Regions from separate parts of the Sus scrofa genome. Here all the other regions are linked to region 3. A link is a contact called in public HiChIP or PLAC-seq data. All regions are on one chromosome and are shown on one strand. Each heading gives the region's core, a stretch centred on a gene start, on an enhancer-like site or on the middle of the called end of the contact. The rest is flanking DNA. Distances are from core to core; before and after follow the strand shown.

Region 1 (3,830 bases), core at 685-3,184, 98 kb after region 3:
TTAGTTCACCAGAAACTTGGATTACAATATAGTATTTGTGCTGTCCAGTCTGGACACATAAGTTTTTTGAGATATGAAATGTGGCCCATCTGAATTGAGACCTGCTGTAAATGTGAAATATTTGGTGTATTTTGAAGATCTAATACCCCCAAATAAACTATTAACAATTTTTATATTGATTACATGTATAATAATATTTTCTGTGTATTGAATTAAATAAAATACAGTATTTAGGTTTGTTTCACCTATTTATTTCTCCTTTTCCAGGTAGGTTTGAGAAATTTTCATTACTCTTGAAGTCACATGTTTCTACTGGACAGTGTTGGTCTTGATCTTGCAGAAATGCCCTCATAGACTAGGATGTGGTGGCATTTTGCCTTCAGCTTTGTCAGTATTCACAGAGAAAGAACCCACCCTATGAAGGTGGTCTCTGCATTTCTAGTGAAACAACTACTAGAGGGCTTCATTTTATCTTACCTAGAGACTCATGAAATAAAGTCCATTCATTTTTTACCTTTATTTTTATTTTTACCTTCTCATCTGGGGTACATGAAAGTTCCCAGGCTAGGGCTTGTATCATAGCCGCCGCAACATCAGATCCCAGCAGCACCTGAGACCTACACTGAAGCTTGTGGCAGAGCGCTGGATTCTTAACCCACTGAGTGAGGCCAGGGATGGAACCCCCATTCTCACAGAGACAACCATCGGTTTTTAACCCACTGAAGAGACAGCAGGAACTCTCATAACGTGAAAGCTGGCCTGCCTCTGATCCAATCTGCTTCCTCTAGACATCGATAGAGAGCCATGTAAACCTGCCTTGGCTGAGGGATGCTCAGCTCTGGGGTCTATACAAAGTTTATGTGCGCCCACCTTTTCGCTGGTAATTCTTAGTTCTCTCCCCCCTCCCGCCCCAAATCTCTCTATTTCATGGCCGTGTCTTTATAGAGTTCCACTGCTCCCTTCTCTTCTCCACTATCCTCCCTGACTTCTCTGAGGAGCCCGGCACTGCTGCCATAGACCGAGGAGCTTGTTTCTCCTGAGCCAGAGGGGCAGAGAAGCGCGGGACCCCCACGCCTATTTCAACTCTAGGAGGACAGTTCCAGGCCTCCACCTCGTGCTCTTCAAAGGCCAGTCAATGAGTCCATCAATTCAGGGAATGCTCAAGCGCTGGTTGGTACTGGGTTCGGTGTGCTGACAAACCAGGCGGGCCCAGGCCTCCCAACCTCCGCTGTTCCCTGATCCTCGCGGGGAACACTCCCCCACCCCCAAGACCCCAGGGCAGATTCGCACCGGGTTGTAGGGGTGTGTGCAGGGCGGCGGCGACCAGGCCCAGAGGAGAGGCAGGGATGTGGGCAAAGCCAAGGGCAGAGGGTGCTCCCTGGCGGGGCCACTCTGGGGTCCCGACTTCCCTGGATCTGGGGAGATGAGGTGGGGCTCGGCGGGGTGCTGAGTGTCACCCTGCGCACCACGCCGAGGCAAGGGGCAGGAGCGGCACGGACTGGCCTCATTACCGGACGTCGAGACGCTCTCGCTGCGCTTCTGACGGATGCTCGTGGGCGGTGAGCGGCCGAGGACGTGCGGGGCGGGGGGCTCAGGCCCCTCGGGCGGCAGGAACGGCACATCGGCTAGAAGCAGGCAGGGCGCCCCGGCAGCCGCAGGGGGCTGCGCACCGAAGCTGCAGAGGAGGCCGAATCCCAGCGGGAGGGCCCCGCGCGCCAAGCCAGAGTCCCCGAGCCCTGGACCGGCGCAGGGGGCAGCCGCGGGGCCTTCGCAGCAGGATCCCGGCCCAGGGCCTGCAGGTGCAGGCAGCTCGGCCTCCAGGCCCAGCAAGTCAGTGATGGCGAAGCCCCGGGGGCGCGAGCCAGTGGGCGGGCCTCCGGGCACCAGCGCCCTGCTCCTGGCACACCCGTCGGAAAGCGCGTCCCGGCCAGTCATGGCTTACTGGGCGGCGGGGCTGAACTCTCTCGGTCACCTTTGCGGAGGGGGCGCAGTTCTGAGGACGCTTTATACAGTCAGGAGCCAGGAGGGCTCCAATCAGCGGGGTGCGGGCGCGTCACGCCTCGGACCCCGCGAGATGGGGACGCCACCAGTTCCCCTCCCTTCGGTCGCCGCCCTCCCAGCTGCAGTCCCGTCAATCGGCCCCCATCCCTCTCCCCTCTCCTTTCCAATTGTCCCTCTGCCCACCCTGTTCTTGGTGGGAGGAAAATAGAGAGGGGAGGACCGGCTCTCTGGCCATCTCTCTAAGAGCCGCAGGTTCCAGATCCCGGCGTGGTCTTCTCTCCCCTTCTCGGCTCTCGGGTGGAGGCCCCTGCTTGCAGCTGCCCTGGAGCCTCCCTGCCCCCATCCAGTCACTCGTTAAGACCTAGGGCCTATTCCCTGCCGCTCTTTGACTACTATCACTAAGACCCCCGCCAGCCCTCCAACACTACCGTCACCGCGGACAAGACCTTCCTCGAAATTCCCAAGGGGAAAGGAGTGGAAAACGTTTATTTAATCAGTGCCCACTCCACCTCCAGCCATTGGCGGAGGCTGGCCATCGGCGCCATCGGGCCATCAGCTTGTCGCAAAATTCACTGGAGCTGGAGAAGGAATAGGAAACAGAGGCTGGGGCAGATGGACCCCGCCGGAACTGCGGGGAAGGGCGCCACGTTTAGCAAACTAAATTCCAGGAGGTGCAGTGAAATCACAATTTCAGATGAAGTCACTTTAGAAATATGTATAAGAACGTATCTGTATTTTATCTGGCGACTCCTAAATGGGGAGAGTAAATTGGAAAATTGGGCCTGTGTACTGAGACCCATCCCACTTCACGGAGGCTAACAAATTATTGTTTCATGATTATTCAAAGAAAGCCTGATTTTCATGTGAAATGCCCGTGTTTGTTCAAGATGCAAAACGAAGCACGTGGGTAAAATTCTCCTGGCTCACACGCCAAAAAGTTGAGCCCACCCAACCAGATTCGCTGGGAGCCCTGAGCCCACCCTTCTCAAACAAGGAAGGAGGGAAGCAAAACCTGTCATTCCCACCCTGAGGGCGAGCAGCCGGCGGCCGCCCAGCGAGGGACGCAGCAGCTCTCCCAGCGCCCCGCGGACGCCTCTCGGGTCTCTGCGCGCCTCCGAGGCCGAGGGGAAACCCGAGCAAAGGGGATCTCCCGCTGGCCACGCCTGGGGCTGGATCCTCTGCAAACCCAAGGATTAAACCAGGGGCTTCCGATAAAGATAATTACAAGAGGCTGCGCATTAACTTTTCATTATTAAAAGAAGACCCAAATCTCTCCTCGCAAGCTGTTCCCTGGATTAACAAAACAATAACTTTCCTTTGGGATAATTGTCCTTTGAGTCGCTCCGGGTCGGGGGCAGCTTTAGAAGCCGGCGTCCTTTTTGGCTCCGCCAGGAATTTCTCCCCAAATTTATCTCTGGGTTTAGGGAAAGGTGTTGAGTGTACAGAACCCAGCCAAAATGCTCTGGCTCTTGGCCCGGCAAAGCAGTAGTTTGTGAATCAGAATTTGGGGCCGCAGTTAAGGATGACATTTAAGATGCACATATTTACAGACTGTGCTGGGGAGCTGGTGGGACAAACACACCTAAAGGTGGCCCCGCCCGGGGCATTGGCAGGATCGGGTCTCAGAGGCAGATGTGTGCTCGCGGTGTCTGCTGCTAGGACAGCCGAAGGCTCCCCCTCGCCTGGGCCCAGGATTCCAAGTCTCTGAACACAGCCTCTGCCAGGGGAGGCCTCGAGTAGATGGCCATAGACCCAGAGGTACCGAAAGGCCATCCAGGAGGAGCCCAACTTCAGCCACCCCACATGGTGACCACCACTCAGGGCCAACA
Region 2 (4,101 bases), core at 139-2,638, 82 kb after region 3:
ATGAGTTAAAATTACTACTATTTATTAATCGCCAATAAGTGCTGGGACCGGTCCATACTTCTGCGTACTTTGTCCTTACAACCAGCCCCTTCAGGTGGGCATTACCACCCCCAGTCTACCCAGGAGGAGACTGAGGCTCAGAGGTACAGAGCAACTGGGCCAGTAGATGGTGGAGCCTGGGAGACTCAGACCCCCACTTCCCAATTCAGGCCTTGGTCATGAAGACCTACAGTTCCTTTCCTCAAACAACCCAGACCCCACTTACCTTTCCCCGTTCCCCTCTGACCACCCTGCCCGGCTGCCCACACCCAGGCCAGACCTTGCCAGGCTGGCCGCAGCCTTAGTTCCCGGGCCTTCTCCCCTAGCTGGGCTGGGGAAGGGGTTACTCTCCCCTCTACCCGATCCCAAATCCTGACAGCGCGTGGCGGGATTCAGTCTCTGCAGAGACCCGAGGACTGACGGGCAGTGGAGCTGGTTTCTGGGGTCCCAAACGCACCGGGACTAAAGCCAGCGCCGTGGGTCTTCCGGGCGAAGGTGAAACTGAGAACTGGGAGGCCCCACCACTGCTTCCTTCCCGGCTGCGAGCCGATTCCGGCTACGGGTCGATTCTGGCTACTGGCGGGGCTCTCCTCCTCGGCCACCCGCCACAGCTCGATTTGTTTACACGGGCAGGGCTGCTCCCCAAGCGAGTCGCCGGCCCGCACCTGGCGGTGGCAACAGCCAAAAGCTTCTCGGTGCTATCTCCCGCCGGGACGGGAGCAGGAAGTCCGGCTCCGGGGTCCCCGCGCCCTCCACCCCCGCTCGGCGCAGGCGTCTCACTGCCTCCCGCGGGCGCGCACGGCATGGGGCGCCGGGACCCCGTTCAACGTGGGGGGTGCCGGCCGGGTGGCAGGGGAGTGGGCCGGGCTGGGCCGGTGGGTGGGGGCGGGGTGACGGCGCCGCACGCCCGAACGCTGAGGAGGGGGCGAGTGCGGCAGCCGTCGCCGAGCTCGGGCGCCAGGGTCCCCGAGCCCACTCACCGGACACATTTAACTGGCCTCCCAGGAACCAGCCGATCTTGCCGCTGCGGAAGTCGCAGTCGCTCACCGTGTGGTAGGGGGTGTCCCACACGAGCACGTCCTTCGCCAGCGGCCCCCAGAAGGCGGCCGGCTCGCGCGCGGCCAGCGCGATCCGCTCCTGATAAGAGCCGGGCGGCGCGGCGGGGGCGCTGCTCCAGAGACGGGGGACCCCGGGGCCCCGAGCCCCCACCCCGCGAAGGCCGCCCAGGAGCCGCCCGACGCCGCAGCCCAAGCAACGGGCAGCCATCGCGCCTCAGAGCCCCTCGCGGCTGTGGCGACCCAGCCCTCGCGCGCCCGCGCCCCGCTTCGGCCCCGCCCCGCCTCCCGCCCCGCCCCGCCCCCCGCCCCTCCTGTCTGAAGCTGCCTCCCGACACTCCCCGCCCCCGCTCCGCCTCTGACCACCGCCCCCCCCTCCGCCCTGCCCTGTCCCACCCCTCTTCACCCCACGCAGAGCTGGGCTGCGAAGGGAGGTGGAGCCCCTGTGGAAGTGGAGTTGGGAGCGCGGCGGCGGAGGGGGTCCCCTGCCGGGCTGCCGGGGTTTCAGTTGATGCGTCCCCGACGAGTTCCGACGGCTGCGCCGTTTTGTCAACCGCAGATCTGCGCGGGCAATGCAGGCTCTCCTGGGAGCTGGAAACCGTCGCGGGTGGGAGGGAGCCGGCACAGATGTTAGTGACCCGCGGAGCGAGGCGCACAAGTTGCTCCAAGGACCACTCGTCAGGTTTGGTCGGTTCAGCATCTCAGAGGCTGAGAGCAAAGTGTTCATCCCTTTGTGGGGCCTCGAGATTGAATGCTTGAGCGGCCTGGGTGGCCTGTACGCCTTCCCCCAAAACATACACAAGTAGTCCCCGTGGGCTAAGTGGGCTGGTCAGGGGTCCTCGGACCAGGAGACTGTAAGACCTTGGGTCTGGGATCTGGTGCTTTTATACAGCAGAGAAGCAAACATTCCACCAGCCATGATTGATTTGGAACCGTGGGAGTTCTCAAGCGCAGCTCCAGCATCTGTGGCCTGAGGTCAAAATCTGAAGTTTCTAGCTCTGTATCCCGGGACCAGTTCCTTAACCCCTCTGTGCCTACACCGACTCCACTACTGAGTTCCCTGGTTACCCCTTCCAGGCTGCACATTTCAGACGCCGACTCGTTTATTCTTTAAGCAGCCCTGGGGAGGTAAACAAAAGTAATGTCTCCCTGGGGGGAGGAGGGTCTCCCAGGGGACCCAGTAGTGAAGGCTGTGTTCCTGTTGTCAAGCTGGGAAAGATAGTGGGAAACCCACAGAAACTTGTGGCAACTAGACTCTTAAATATTACAACAAGCACACAAAGTAAACATGTAATGTAAACAGAAGGGAGAGGGGATTTTTGAAAACTGGTTGGTCGAGTGCTTTGGGTTTAGCATAGATCCCTTCCTGTTAGCAGTAGGAGGTATTTGTGCTGTCAGTCAGCCCCAGCACGTGTGCCTGTGTGCCTGTGTGTGTGTGTGTGTGTGTGTGTGCTCACCCTCCTGCTACTGCTTTTTAAGGCTGGGAAACCAGTGATAACAGCTAGCACTAGACATGGGTCCTGCTCTGTGCTGAGCATTTACTTGCAATTTTTACTTAATTTAAAAATTATCTGGTTCTGGACTTTCCGTGTGGCTCACGACATAACTATTCAGCATTGCTTCTACAGTGGCTGTGGCTCAACCCCTGGCTCAGGAACTTCCATATGCCACAGGTGCTTTAAAAAAAAAATTATCTAGTGCTATCAAGTGCTGCCAACTCTCAACTCTCAAGTGGAACAAGGGACTCACTGAGCAGAGAGAAATAAACAGAATTGCTAAAAAGCACGTGGTGCCAGCACACCCACTCCCACCTCAATATCCCCCTCACTTGGCCTAAATCATCATTTTAAATAGATTAAGTAAATTGCAACAGAGAAAGACCTTAACTGTGGCCCAGGGGTGGGGGGAGTTGTCCCCAAAGATGGCCGCTAACACTTCACTCCCTGATGTAAGAGGCTCCCCTACAAGAAGAGTCTGTGTCCCCCACAAGTGGGCAAGCACTGCCATTCCCACTGTCCCAGGTCCAGACCCCACAAGATCACAGCTGCAGCCCCTGTGCTCTTGGAACCCAGCCCCATGCTGGAAGTGTCGAGCCTTCTGGAGGAAGAGATTCTTGGAGAGAACAATGGAAAAAGTACATAGAACTGACAATACTTTAAAATAAAGGAGCACAAAGCTGGCATTTCCTTCAAGTTGGATAAAGAGAGGTGATTGTGTGTTCAGAAAACTGCGGAACCATCCAAGTGGCACAGAATTGCACTTCCTAAAGCCCAAGCTACCCAAGCTGAGGCCACTGAAGCCAAGGCCACCAGCTGCCTCCTAGAAGCCACCTTCTGGGAACTACAGCAGGTGGAGCCACACTGCACCACGCGTTTGGCCACGACCATGGCCAGAGAGCTGCTTCCCACCGGTCCTCCCGTTCTGAGGGAGCTGCTGCTGGCCAGGCAGTGCTGGTCATGGATGCCTGTGCCTCTAAGATGGGCAGGGTCTTCAGTGTGTGCAGAAAGCTGGACCTCAGCAGGTGCCGAAGTAGGAAGCCTGGGAGAGTTTCTGCCGGAGCTGGGCTTCCTTTGTACCTCAAGCCTGATGTTCAAGTTGGAAACAGTGATCCTCACAACCCTGGGAGAAGGATACTCTGGTCCTCATTGTACAAAGGGAAAAAACAGGAGATACTCCCACCCAAGGCCACACAGCCGGAAGGGGCCTCCAGCGCTCACAGCTTTAACAGTTTAGGGCATTGCCCTTCCTAGGCCCTCCCTCCCACAGTGCTGGGAGCTGCAGCCCTGGACCCCTCTAAGAAGCAGCTTTGTGGGTATCATCCCCAAGACCCACCAGTCCCCCCAGGCAGGCCCGCACTGAGTTGCCAGACGTCCTTGCTTCTCTGCCCTGCTGCCCTCACTCTCCCACCGACCCTCAGTGACAGGGTGTCTGTGGAGCCCCTCCTGTGTGCATGGCCCTGTGTGGAGGCTGTCAGCTCAACAAGGATGAACCAAACACAGCCCTGAGC
Region 3 (4,127 bases), core at 1,481-3,980:
GTGTGCAGCACCAGGAACCACACCCACTTCCATCTGCTGCAAACGGACTGTGCCTGTGGCACCTGAGTTCAGCCCACCTGTGAATCCAGGCTCCCATTACCGCTGGGAAGGTTCTTGGTTCTCCTGGTAACTTCTCCACCCTCCCGATTTGGTGGCCACTGGCAGGCACATACCCCTGATACTGACCCAGCCACAAACCTGCTTCCCATCTGTCAGCTGGGGTTTTTATGCTGAGAAAAAGGGAAAGGAAACTGGAAAATTCAAATAGGATGGTCTTAACAAGAGACTTTATGAGAACTCATAACTGGAAAATTATGAGCTTCAGCATGGGTTTGATCCAGGGGTTTAATCACACCTGAGTCTCTGAAATTCTCTGTTTTATCTTCCTCATCAGCCTGGCTGCCCTCCTATACTAAGAAGGCTACCAGTAGCTCTGGGGGCTGGGGCTACATGCCACTTAACATGAAGAAATTAGGGGGCGCAAGATGGTGAAAACAAGACACCCTTTCCTCCCCAAGCCATAGAACATAAGTCTTTCAGTCACCTCTGAATCAACTGAACTGATGTGGGCCAATCGGAACACACTCCATGAGCTAGTGCCAGCCTCTCCCAAACTGGACCGCTGAGCTGCAAGGCCAGCGAGTCCACAGTCCTGCTGCCCTGTCCTGGCCCCGCCCAGCAGGCAGCAACATGTGACACATGCAGTGGGTGGTAAAGTCAGGGAGACAGGGACCCTTCCAGAGAGGTTTAGATCTTATTTCTCTCGGGACCCACTTGAGGCAGATAACACCCAAGGACACTCACAAAATATGTCCCTTCCCGCATACTCTGTCCCCTGAAAGGTGGGGGCTGCTTGACTTCCTAGGTCTGTGGTTTTGGCAGAAGTAAAACTGTGTGACCTTGAAGGCTAAGTCATACCAGATGATGCAGTTTCCACCTGCCACTCCAGGGGACAGTCATTCTGGGGACCAGCTCCAGGGGACAGTTATTCTGAGGACCAGCCATCATGCCGACGCCCCACTGAGGCCCAGCCAGCAGCCAGATCAAGTCCAGACATGCACCAACATCTTAGGTCATTCCAGCCCTGGCCTGTGGATCTTCCAGGAGAGGGGCATCCCAGACTTGTGGAGTGGCTGTGCCCACATGCGGGCAGCAGCTGGTGCGGGAACTCCACCCCCACCAGCACCAAGATCCTCTAGGACGAGGCCCAGCTGGAAGATTTGCAGAGTCTCTCCCACCCCCGCCATGACCCCCCTAAGAACCACTCTTCCCCAGAGAGGGCAGAGGGCAGCTGAAATCCATCGCCATCACTGCAAATGTGGGGAATGGAGCAGGGGGGCCACCAGCCTGGGAAAAGTCAGACGGGACCAGTTTTTTTCTTGGGTCGTGGCGCCACCGTGTGGACAAAGTCTGCTCGCCACCCAGCCCAGAAGAGGGTGTTTTGCCCCACCATTCAGACCACCACCACCATGGATTTTAGAAAATAAAGTAAAAGGCAAAAGATTTATGCGATCTGAAGAGGAAGATAATATAAGAAAGGGAATATAGGAGTTCCCGTCGTGGCGCAGTGGTTAACGAATCCAACTAGGAACCATGAGGTTGCGGGTTCGGTCCCTGCCCTTGCTCAGTGGGTTAACGATCCGGCGTTGCTGTGAGCTGTGGTGTAGGTTGCAGACGCGGCTCTGGTGCAGGCCGGTGGCTACAGCTCCGATTGGACCCCTAGCCTGGGAATCTCCACATGCCGCAGGAGCATCTCTAGAAAAGGCAAAAAGACCAAAAAAAAGAAAGAAAGAAAAGAAAAAGCACACGCAGAACACAAGGGTCAGAAGCCCATCGGATAATCCTCTGCCGGGGCAACTGGAGCTCATGTTTCTTCTGTACATTGTTTAGATGCATACGAGTCATACACACACACACCCAGGCTCCTCCAGAGGTCCCACATGCTGCTCTGCAAGGCTCCACGTGCCTTTGCTGACAGTCCTGCTAGATGATGTGTCAGCACACTTGGGCCACCCTCAGAGTCCCCATGGCCAAGCTGGCATCTGCAAGCAGGCCAGTGCCTGTGTGGCTGGCACAGACTGCTCCAGGTTCAGGGCCCTGGGCCTGGGAGGCTGGGGGGTGGCGGGGTGGAGGTGGTGACGGTGGGTATGACCATGGCCACAGTGCTGGGCCTGGGCCACAGCTCTGCAGAGCTCCGCACAACTTCTCATCCCCTTGTGCCTTAGTTTCCTGGACTCACACAATGTTGTAATTCCCTACACGATGGTGGGGGATTAAAGAAACAGCGAGAAAAGTGCCCGGCATACAGTTAAGTGCTGTCAACACACCCTCTCACTATCACCACCCGTTCATACCACCAAGACAATCTCCTGCAGGGGGCCACTCGGACCCCAGAATCTGGGCCTAGGGAGCTCACCCTTTTCACCTTTTAGAGAAGGAACCCCCAGTACTTGTGCTTCCTAAAATCCCTGCTCATTTTTCTGCTATAATGTCTCTTCCATGTGTTCTAAGGGTAGAAAATCGCAGGGTTTGCTCATAGCTCTCACCTCTTCCTCCTGCCCTGCAAATAATTGCTGTTTGGAAACTTTTACAAAGGAAGCGGTTTACTTTGTAGCCAAGGGATGTGGAGGTGAAGAGCTTCTGGCCAAAACGACTCAACAAAAAACCACTATCCCCCACCCCCTTGGCAGGCGGTTCATTGGGCGGGGCTCCCCCACCACCTCGCGCCCAGCACACACCGCCCTGGGCACAGCCATGCGTCCTGCCAGGGTGCTGCTGGCCGTCTGCACCCTGGTCCTGGTTGCCACCGGGGGCCCTTCACAAGGTAAGAGGGGGTCTCCCGCTGCCTGGGTGCCGTGAGCTTACCCCCAACCCTCCCCCATTCCTGAGGCACATTAGGTTCCATGGGACCCCACAACAGCTGCCTTTGTGGGGAGCAGCCTTGGGGGAGACTGGGGACCTGGGGACCAGGGAAATATCTTCTGCCCCCTGCTATTCTTGGGGCCTGTGGGGGTCCTGAGAACCATCCAGCAGCAGCAGAGGGAGGGACCCCGTGGCCCCTCCACAGCTATAGAACACAGGGTAGCGGTCAGGCCGATTCTATTTGATGGCGCATCCTTCCTGCCTCCGCTGCTGTCCTGTCACTTGGCTCACAGGGATCCTAAGCCTTCATCTTTCCCACCAGGCCGGCGCTGGGGGTTGGGGCTGGGGGAGGAAGGAAGCTGCCACCTGTGGGCCAGGAAATGAGGCACAGAGAGGTTAGGTGACTTGCCCAGTCACACAGCCCATGAGGACCTGCCCTCACATGCACTAGGAAGCTGGTGCCTGGCACTGAAGTGACCAGCGGAAGGGGGAGGGGCCAAGCGGCAGTTGGTATCTATCTTACTCCCTTGTCAAAGGGGGCTGGAGCCTGGCCACAGGCTATAGGTGGGGAGCGCCGAGGCAGGACCAGTGACCTGGGACACCGAGGGTAGGTGACCCAGCCTCGGGCCTTGTCTGTGGCGCAAGTGGCTTGGAGGCCCGTCCGGTGGTCAAGCAGAGACAGCAGCTCTGCTGGGCCCAAGTCTGCCCCCACCTCCGCCCTCCTCTTGAGAGCGGGTTCCAGAGCCTTCCTTGGGGGCAGGGAATAGGGGCCGCTGTGTCACCACCTGGCCTATCCACCCCTGGTGCTAAACCGCACTGACCTGCATGTGGGGCCCAGCAGCCTCCGTCCCTGCCCATCAGAACCTAGGAAATTGCTACATCGATTTCTTCAGCCTTTGCCTTCGGTTGAAAATGGAAAGCCCTTCTTCCTCAACCTGACCAGGAAGCCCCCCAGCCAGGCTCACACGGCCCATCTTCCCACCACAGGCCACCTGGGCACGACCTGGGTCCAGCACCATCGGTCACCAAAGGCAGGAGCTGGGAGCGTCCAGCGACCACTGACCACAGGGGAGGTCTTGGCATGGGGGCCACTGACCCCCCTCTGCATTTGGAGACTTTTCCCAGCATGGACCCATTTGACCCCAAAGCTCCCACTGCAGCCATTCTGCCTATTTGATCTTTGATGATCATGACACTAGTGCATGTTCTTTGTGGGCCAGTGCCATCATCACCCTGTTACACAGATGAGAAGGCTCAGAGAGGCC

The links. HiChIP or PLAC-seq counts read pairs in DNA pulled down with a chosen protein or histone mark.
Region 1: a contact with region 3 is called in an H3K27ac HiChIP or PLAC-seq map of alveolar macrophages. The contact joins the promoter of VSX1 here to the promoter of CST7 in region 3. A contact is called at or near these places in 2 of 5 promoter capture datasets (fetal skeletal muscle and liver), 2 of 47 Hi-C or Micro-C datasets (fetal liver and retroperitoneal adipose tissue) and 1 of 2 datasets of contacts at active chromatin or transcription factors (alveolar macrophages).
Region 2: a contact with region 3 is called in an H3K27ac HiChIP or PLAC-seq map of alveolar macrophages. The contact joins the promoter of ACSS1 here to the promoter of CST7 in region 3. A contact is called at or near these places in 2 of 5 promoter capture datasets (fetal skeletal muscle and liver), 4 of 47 Hi-C or Micro-C datasets (epiblast stem cells, fetal liver, liver and 1 more) and 1 of 2 datasets of contacts at active chromatin or transcription factors (alveolar macrophages).

The regions. Positions count from the first base shown.
Region 1 is chr17:30,854,080-30,857,909 of Sscrofa11.1, forward strand. VSX1 (visual system homeobox 1) reads right to left here and starts at 1,935. Exons shown (of 5, transcript XM_003359919.3): 1 at 1,512-1,935. The coding sequence starts at 1,935.
Region 2 is chr17:30,838,411-30,842,511 of Sscrofa11.1, forward strand. It overlaps ACSS1 (acetyl-coenzyme A synthetase 2-like, mitochondrial), which reads right to left and starts at 1,389. Exons shown (of 14, transcript XM_001927113.6): 1 at 1,020-1,389. The coding sequence starts at 1,305.
Region 3 is chr17:30,755,270-30,759,396 of Sscrofa11.1, forward strand. It overlaps CST7 (cystatin F), which reads left to right and starts at 2,731. Exons shown (of 4, transcript NM_001243310.2): 1 at 2,731-2,824. The coding sequence starts at 2,755.